Linked DNA regions of Callithrix jacchus: region 1 is linked to region 2. Evidence: chromatin contacts called from public Hi-C data. All regions are on one chromosome and are shown on one strand. The core of a region is the stretch at or near the end of the contact, and the rest is flanking DNA. Distances in the headings are between cores, read along the strand shown.

Region 1 (4,321 bases), core at 676-3,175, 480 kb before region 2:
TTTCTCTCTCCATTTAATACCCAAGAATTCTCTCTGTCCCTTCTGGTCCTCACAACTGGATCTCTTCCTTGTTCCTCTCTCATAACTGGGCTACAGCTTGAATCTCATTCATCAATCCCTCTTCTTTTCTTCATCTAGCCTCCTTCTTTCAGGGAATCCATCTATTCTCAAGTCTTTATCTTATGGGAGGAATAAAGCAGATGGTGGCCTGGAGCCTGGCTCTGTGACTTACTAACTGTGCTGCATAGGAAAAGTGGTTCACCTTTCTAAACTCAGTTTCCTCTGCTCTAAAATGGAGATTCATTCATTCAATAGTCTTTATTGAGCACTTACTATATACCAGGCATTGTTCTAGGGACATGAGATTCATTAGCAAACTAAACAGATAAATATTCCTGCCCTCACAAAGTTCCCATTCTAGCAGAGGGAGACAGACCAAAAATAATAATTAGAAAATTATATAAAATTACAGAATGTGGTGAGATCTATAAAAGAAAGAAAAAGAGGTCAGGTTACACCTTTCATTTTTTTTTTTTTTTCTGAGACTGAGTCTTGCTCTGTTGCCTAGGCTGGAGTACAGTGGCATGCTCTCAGCTCACTGCAACCACCACCTTCTGGGTTCAAGTGATTCTCCTGCCCTAGCCTCCAGAGTAGCTGGGATTAGAGGTGCACACCATCAAGCCTGGCTAATTTTTATATTTTTAGTAGAGATGGGGTTTCACCATGTTGGCTAGGCTGGTCTCAAACTCCTGACCTCCAGTGATCTGCCCACCTCAGCCTCCCATAATGCTGGGGTTACAGGCATGCGCCATGGCACCCAACTGGGTTACACCTTTTAAAAGATGGTCAGGGAAGACCTCTCTGAGAAGGTAATATTTGAGCAGAGACTTGGAACCAGTGAAGGAATTATAAATGAGGGCATCTTCTGGAGAAGATGTAGACAGAAGCAGCTGACAATGGTCCTAAAGGCAAGAAGCATGTCAAGCACATTCTAGGAACAGAAAGAGGTCGGGGGGAGGGATTGAAGTGAGCATGGAAAAAAGTAGTTGGAAATGAGGTCAGAGAGGAAATCAGGGGAAAAGCCCATGTAGGACCCTTGAATATTGGCAACCCTCTATTGCAGAGTTTTGAGCAGAGGGATGACATAATCTGATTTACCTTTTAAAAGGATCACTCTAACTATTCTGTTGGAAATAGACTATAGTGGGAGCAGAATAGAAGCAGAGAGACCAGTTAGGAGGCCACTGCAGTAATCCAGGAAGGAGGTGATGGTGGCTGGGACCAGAATAAAGCAGGAGAGAAGTGGTTAATATAGGATTAAAAACCTACCTTAGATGGCGGTCATAAGAATTTGATGGGAGAGTTATTACAGGTATAGTGCCTAGCAGATGCCTCGTATAAAGAAGATGTTAAGTAATATCCTCTGTCATTATATTTTGCAGGCAGACAGCTTCTCTGAGTCACTATATGGAGGAGACCAAAGCCAGAGTGTGATAGCCAAGGTCAGTTGACCTGGAGGTTGGCAGCTGCCCTCATCTGATGTAGTAAAGGAGGCTGGCCTGAGGAAGAAACTTGATATTCTTTTAGCCCTTCTCTCATATCCCAACTCCAGTTTGGATTTCTAACTTCCTGTAAACCATTTCTTCTTAAAAGTTTCATCATATACTCAATATCTATGCACAGTTTTTAAAAAATTACCTGCACCACCTCTACCTCAAACTAGCTACCCATCCAAATGTCTCCTTCTATGAAAGACAGATCAGTCTCCAGATGCTAAAAACCTGGCTTCATTTTTGCAGAACTGTGAAATGAATTGGATGTTGGTAGCATAGTCATAAACATCTCTTTTTACAAAAGATGAAACAAGGCTCAGAATGAAACATGCCAATCTGTGAGCCACACCAGGCTTTAATCACCAAATGGCTCCTGAAATCTTTCTAGCAAGGTCTAGAACCAGTTTTCTGGACTCATTCACTTTCTCAACACTTCCCTCCATTCCACTTGCCTGATCTATATCACAGCAGTTCCTCAGATTGGCTGCCACAGGCCAATATCTCTACCCTGGTCACCACCATGGCTGCCAGGACCATCTTTCTTTTATTGGCAATTAACCCTTCTGGAAAGACTACAGGAGACCATGGCCTACACTGCTTTAAGAATGCTGGGTATGGGTTCAAATCCCAGCTTTGTACTTACCAGCTGTGAAGACTTGAGTAAGTTTTCTAATCACATTCTGTCTTAGTTTCCTCATCTGAAAAAATCCTCCCTTTTAGGACTTAAGTAGAGCAAGGCTTGTAAAATACTTAGTACAGAGCCAAACACAAAATAAGAGCTTAAGAAGTATTAGTTATTGGCTGGGCGCGGTGGCTCACGCCTGTAGTCCCAGCACTTTGGGAGGCCAAGGCGGGTGGATCACGAGGTCAAGAGATCGAGACCATCCTGGTCAACATGGTGAAACCCTGTCTCTACTAAAATTACTAAAAATTAGCTGGGCACGGTGGCACGTGCCTGTAATCCCAGCTACTCGGGAGGCTGAGGCAGGAGAATTGCCTGAACCCAGGAGGCGGAGGTTGCGGTGAGCCGAGATCGCGCCATTGCACTCCAGCCTGGGTAATGAGCGAAACTCTGTCTCAAAAAAAAAAATAAATAAATAAATAAATAAATAAAAAAGTATTAGTTATTATTGTCAGTCCCTTTCAGAGAAGTTGCTGTGGATGCCTGATGAACAAATTCTAATTGCCTTGGTGTGGCCTTCAGGGCCTTTCCATACCTACTATAGGTATGGAAACTTTCACTGATCTCTGATGACAAACCTTCCAAACAGGACAGCTCTCTGTGTATGCCCATATCTGTGCTCATTGCCATTTCTACCTCTGTGTTTTAGTTTATGCTCCTCTTACCTGAAACGCCATCTTCCTTCTCCTTTATCTGTCTGAATCCTGCACATCCTTCAAAGCTCCACTTAAGGTTTAATACTTCACAAGAACAGCCCAGGAAAATTCTAGCTCCACTAGTATTATTACTTCTCTATAATACCACTGTATTTACATGCAGTACTTACTGATCACTTCCTCATGAAGAGGAATGAGGGCATTTAGTTAATAGTATGGGTTCTAGAGCAGACTGCCTGGTCTTCCTCAGCCTTCCTCCTCAGCCATAAAATACGGTTAACATAGGGGTTGTTGTGAGGATTGCATACACAAATACTTGATATATGTTAATAATTAATATGTTATTACTGTTATATATTTGTTAACTTTTTCCTCTTTTTTCAATAAACCTGTATTTTCTTCCCCCAGGTTATTCTATCCATATGCACTATACCTTTATCCAGTGTCTAGCACAATGCTGGTCTCAGAGTAGTGTTCAACAATGAATGGATGTAAAAACAAAAATGAGGAGGAGTGCCCATGGCAGTTACATCAATATTCTCTATCCAATCTGAATGGCTGCTGAACTCTTTCTTCTCCCCTACCTTATAGTTTTCCAGTGAGGGAGAAACTACAACCCCTTTCAGAGAGGCAACATAATACTATAGAATAAAACTGGACTAAGAATCACAAGACATGGGTTTGCATCTCAGCTTCCCACACAAAAGGTCTGTCTGGTTTGTCTGTCTCTGTTTCTACCTGTCTTTTGGTTTCTGTCTATCTGTGTCTATCTGTCTCTGTCTATCTACCTACATTTATCTACCTACATTTATTTCCATCTATCTATCTATCTATCTATCCATCCATCCATCCATCCATCCATCTATCTATCTATTTTAGCTTAGGAAAAATCACTTAAGCTCATGGACCCTCTGTTTCCATCTCTGTAAAGGGAGAATAATCTGGCATGACCTGCCGTCTTCACAGGATGGCTGTGAAGATCAAGTAAAAACAAACAAAAAAATGCATGGGCCGAGTACAGTGGCTCACACCTTAATCCCAGCACTTTAGGAGGCCAAGGTGGGTCGATCACCTGAGGTCAGGAGTTTGAGACTAGCCTGGCCAACATGGTGAAACCCTGTCTCTACTAAAAATACAAAAATTAGCTGGGCATGGTGGTAGGTGTCTGTAATCCCTGCTACATGGGAGACTGAGGCAGGAGAATCTCTTGAACCCAGGAGGCAGAAATTGCAATGAGCTGAGATCATGCCATTGTACTACATCCTGGGCAACAAGAGCGAAACTCTTTCTCAGAACAAAAAAATGCATGTGAAAAAGCTTCGCACACCATTAAGTCATATATAAATTATATGTAGCCAGGTGTGGCCATTTATATGATATCAAATAAGAACCGTTAATAATTATCAAGTCAACTGGATCTACTTCCATTG
Region 2 (4,217 bases), core at 529-3,028:
GGTTGCGCAGCCCAACTTCTCATATCTTACTCCAAGCTTCAAGAACAGATGGAAAATTGGTGACGAGAACCCAGGGAGGAGTCGGGGAGACGAGGGAAAGTGAAAGGGCCGATCCCCTACAATGCCTTTAAGTTTGCAACCAAGACTGTGTTTCCGCGAATCTGCACCCGCCCCCTGTCCCCCCTTCCAGGTGGAACTCGTTAACAGCAGCAACCCGGCCAACGGACACCGCCACCTCCCTTCCCCACGGACCACTCGAGACCCGGGCAAGTGAGGGCGGCGGGCCGAGAGTGGACGCCTGGCGGGGCCGGCCATCCGAGGCCAGCACCAGGCCTTTGCCGACCCCGGCCCAGTCACCTGTGGAGAAAGCACCCCCTCCCCCGGCCTCTCTGCCCTTCACGCCGACCGTATCCCTAACGCCGCAGCTGCTGCCCGCCCGGCCTGCGAAAACCGAGCGCGGCGCCAGGCTCCCCTCGGCGGCCGCGGGGCCCCAGCCCCTTCAACTGGTTACAACCGGCGGCGGCGACCGAGCGGGGCACCTAGAGGCGGGAAGGTCCCCGTCCGTGAGGGGGCGGGCAGGCTCGGAGAAGCGGGGGCCGCAAGATCCTACCTAACAACGTCGGTCTCCTCCGTCTCCTCCTCAACGGCAACGGCCCCGGCGGTGGCGGCGGCAGCGACATTCCTGGGGAGCGCTCCCGCCGCCGCCACCTCCTCCTCCACTCTCTGCTCGCCTCTTCCCCGGCGCGCTCACCGAGCGGCGCGTCCCTTCAGCCACCTCCCCCCGCCCTCCCCGACACACAAGCCCCGAAACCCTAAGCCCCACAGCTCCCGCAGCCTGCTCACCCACCCTCCCTCCCTCCCTGCCACCAGCGGCGGCCCCGTCCCTCCCCCCTTCCCCAGCGCCCGCCGCCGCGCAGGGCTCAGTAATGGCGGCCACTCGGGCTCCCTCGCGCTGACGGATTTCTCTCCCTCTCTCCCGAACTTTACCTCAGCATCTCTCCCGGCGCGCGCAGCCACACACCCGACCGGGGGCGGAGCGGCGGCTCAGCCTGGACGGGACACGCGCGCGCGCGCGCGCACCCGCGTTGCCCGCCCCACAATCCTCCGCCCCCGCCCCCTCACCTCGCGACGCCTCCCGCGCCGCGCGCCCAGCACGGCCCCGCCCCTGCCCTCGTCTCCCGGGAGCTTGGGAAGGCTCAAGCGATCCCGCCGGAGGTAGAGGAGCGAGCGCGCGAGGCCGCGTCCTCGCTCGCGTCCCCGCTCCCTCCTCCCCTCCGTTTCCCCCCTCCCCTCTGCTCCCCCATTGGCTTCTGCCCCTCCCCCTTCTTCCTCCGCCTCTCCCACCCATTGGTTCCCTCTCCTACTCCATTCCTTCTCACCTTTTCCCTTTTACCCATTGGCGTGAGTATTTTTCCTCAGCTTCCCTATTTCTCCGTATTCCGCTCCTCCTCAGTACCATCCTCCCAGCTTTGAAAGCTGCTGCCGTGCTGCCCGGAGCGCCGTCGTCCCTGAACCTCGCCTGCTTTCTCCATTTCCTTCTGTTCCGGTTTCTGGTGGTAATTCAGAGAAGCCACTGTACTGCAAAGGAACCTGATATTGTGCTCGCCGTTCCAAATGGGCAGGGGCACCGAATGCTTCTCGATAAATCCCCTGTGGTCTCTGAGTATTAGAGAATGCAGAGGAGGAAAACCTGCGCCCAAGCTCGTTCGCAGGGACATGTTCGCGTGTCTGCGCCTGTGTGCAGCCAGTTTTCTGGCTGAGGATCGCTCACCAACTACAGACATCACCCGCCCAGGACCTGGTGCCACACTCACCCAGAAGACGAAACTCCACGGGAGCGAGGAGTCCATTTCTCTGTCGGCACGGCACGGGGATGCAGGCCCCTGATTCAGCAGGTTCTGTGGAAGTGAAGTGAGAAGCCAAGACGTGGAGCGAGAAGCCAAGACTTGGGGCGGGTTTCAGGGTGGCCCAAAAGACCCCTGTTCACGCCAGTACCGCCCAACTTTAGGAACTGTCGGCCACCTGGTTTTTATTATACTGCCTTAAACATATTTACTTTTTTGAGACTTTTAGAAATTTCATAAGTTCGGGGGTTCAGCACACTGGGCTTTGGGTGTATTTCTCACGAGGGCACTGACGCTGAATGGTGCAGTGAGAAAGGACGGTGGAAACCGCTGCCTTTGCTTTTTACCATTGAAGAAACTGAGTTCCTGTGACTTTCTCGAGGTCATCGGAATCTGCATTACACAGGAGACTTAAAATACTTGCCAGCAGATAAAAGAATGAGCAAAACTACATGTATTCCAATTTGTTAGGTCTAAAAGAAAGTAATTGAAGGGGAATTCCTCTTTGGGGAAAGATTTATTTCCTGCATTGAGAATAGTTTATTGTCAGTAAAGTTAACATATAAAAAGTATTTTAAATTCAAGTTATTCTTTATGTTACATAAGGTACTGAAGTTAGCCAAGGTTGCTTTTTAGTGTTATAATGATGCAGCTGCTGCCAACCAGAAGTACATTTACGGTCTGTCAGTAAAGAAAACAAAAACTGCCTGTTGGTAAAAATCTGTTAGAAAATATTTGTCAGTAAATCTGTCACAATATTCCAGCAGAAATTCTGTTCATTTTTCCATCCTCCTGCCCCTCTTCATATTTCTCAAAGGTAAACTTAATAAAGGCAAGAGACATTTAAAATTTTTCTATATGTCTCTTGCTCCCTAATTTCTAAAAGCCGTGACTATAATCCCTTATTCAAGCCACTTGCTTGCATCTGAATGCTGCCTACCAAGTAGGTTAAGAGTAGGTTAAGTAAGATCTGTAGGTACTTCTTTCAGTTACAAATTATAGGTAGGAAAGAAGGATGGGGAAGGAAACTTAACAATGAAAGTAAACAGAAGGGAGAAAAAGAAGTAAAAAAGGAGAAAAGGGAATTTGATGGGTGGTCCAACCATCAAAATGTAGTAGTAATGTCATAGGTATCTACACCACTTATATAGGTTGGAAAGTTAATGCATTCCAACGCATGTTTTTATCTTTGTACTAAAAGCCCTTAAGAATACATGAAGCCAGTTCAAAGTCATAACCTGAATAAAATGTTAAGTACTATAGAGTGAATACCTTAAAGATACCTTAAAAATTATATCCCAAATAATCAGAAATTTTAATAACCATGAATATGTATCAACATAAACCAAAGCCAAATATATCAGGGCTTTTAAAGAAAACACTAAAAAGGTGTAATACTCAGTTATAGGACATGATATTGGAGGCAGGGAAGACTTGAAATCTCATTTTCTCATAATGAATACACCAGAAGATGGTTTAAAAAAAAAAGTCATGATTTCCATTATAGTCACCATTATTTTTAGTTCTTTATCTTGATTTAGGGAGCTTGGAAATTTAGGACTTCCATTTCTTATTAATACTAATAGTCTAAAGGTGCTTACCAGTACAAATAAGTTATTGTATGTAATTTACTCTTCTCAAAAAATAGTTTTCTGTATCAATAAAAATCTGACATGGGAATTTGAGGCCACAATTCTGTGGCTAGTAATTCATATATATCTATAAAAGGCATTAAAGAGCAGGAGAAGAAAAGATTTAAGATGGCATCTATAAAAATTGATCAGAAGCCATGACTTCAGAGAAAAAGCTTTAAAACACCTTCCCTACTCAAAAGGAGAATTTTTAAGAAAATAGGGAACGTATTATTTACACACACAGACACACACACACAAATATGGGAGAGAAATGGAATATTACCAAGCCCTCTCAAACTACTTTTCTTATCTAGAATAAAAAAGTTAAGCATGTGTTCTGCTGTTTTGGGTAATTAAAATCACTGGAAGCTTTGTTCTTCGTTTACTTTGAAAAAATTAGAATAAGATTTGTCAGGCATTTTAGGTTTTTAATTTAAATTTTCTTCATAAATCTCTAGTTCTTCATCACACCCTAATACAGTATTAATATGCGTGGTCTTTTGCAATCAAAAGACATGACAGTCATAAAAAATGTTATCCTAATTTCAGCTTCTACCATTAGTGGTAATACTGCAATATTCACATGTTTCATATGATGTGGCTTCAAAAGAACTTACCCTATAGAGGTGACTACACCCCCTGCTGGAAATCTTCAATCATAACAACTTTGGCTTCTGCAGTCTCAATCAAGAACATATGAAAAACCAAATAGTCTTTCCACTCATAACAGAATTTTCAA

The links. Hi-C and Micro-C count contacts between places; a contact is called where the count stands out from the background.
Region 1: a Hi-C map of skeletal muscle shows a contact between it and region 2, with 5 times the contacts expected there. The contact joins the enhancer-like site here to the promoter of ARHGAP5 in region 2. A contact is called at or near these places in 2 of 3 Hi-C or Micro-C datasets (both in skeletal muscle).

What each region holds. Positions count from the first base shown.
Region 1 is chr8:67,031,470-67,035,790 of calJac240_pri, reverse strand. All of the region lies in intron 5 of AKAP6 (A-kinase anchoring protein 6), which reads right to left. LOC100896903 (a long non-coding RNA gene) reads left to right here. Exons shown (of 3, transcript XR_144271.6): 2 at 1,443-1,502. Among named protein-coding and RNA genes, the nearest start is that of AKAP6, 250 kb to the right of the region's middle. Within about 2 kb of position 1,925, at least 1 of the 16 cell types and tissues checked has an H3K27ac peak or open chromatin away from gene starts, as enhancers often do. A contact at or near this core is called in skeletal muscle, where this site is marked.
Region 2 is chr8:66,549,230-66,553,446 of calJac240_pri, reverse strand. ARHGAP5 (Rho GTPase activating protein 5) reads right to left here and starts at 1,778. Exons shown (of 7, transcript XM_017977045.4): 1 at 1,380-1,778.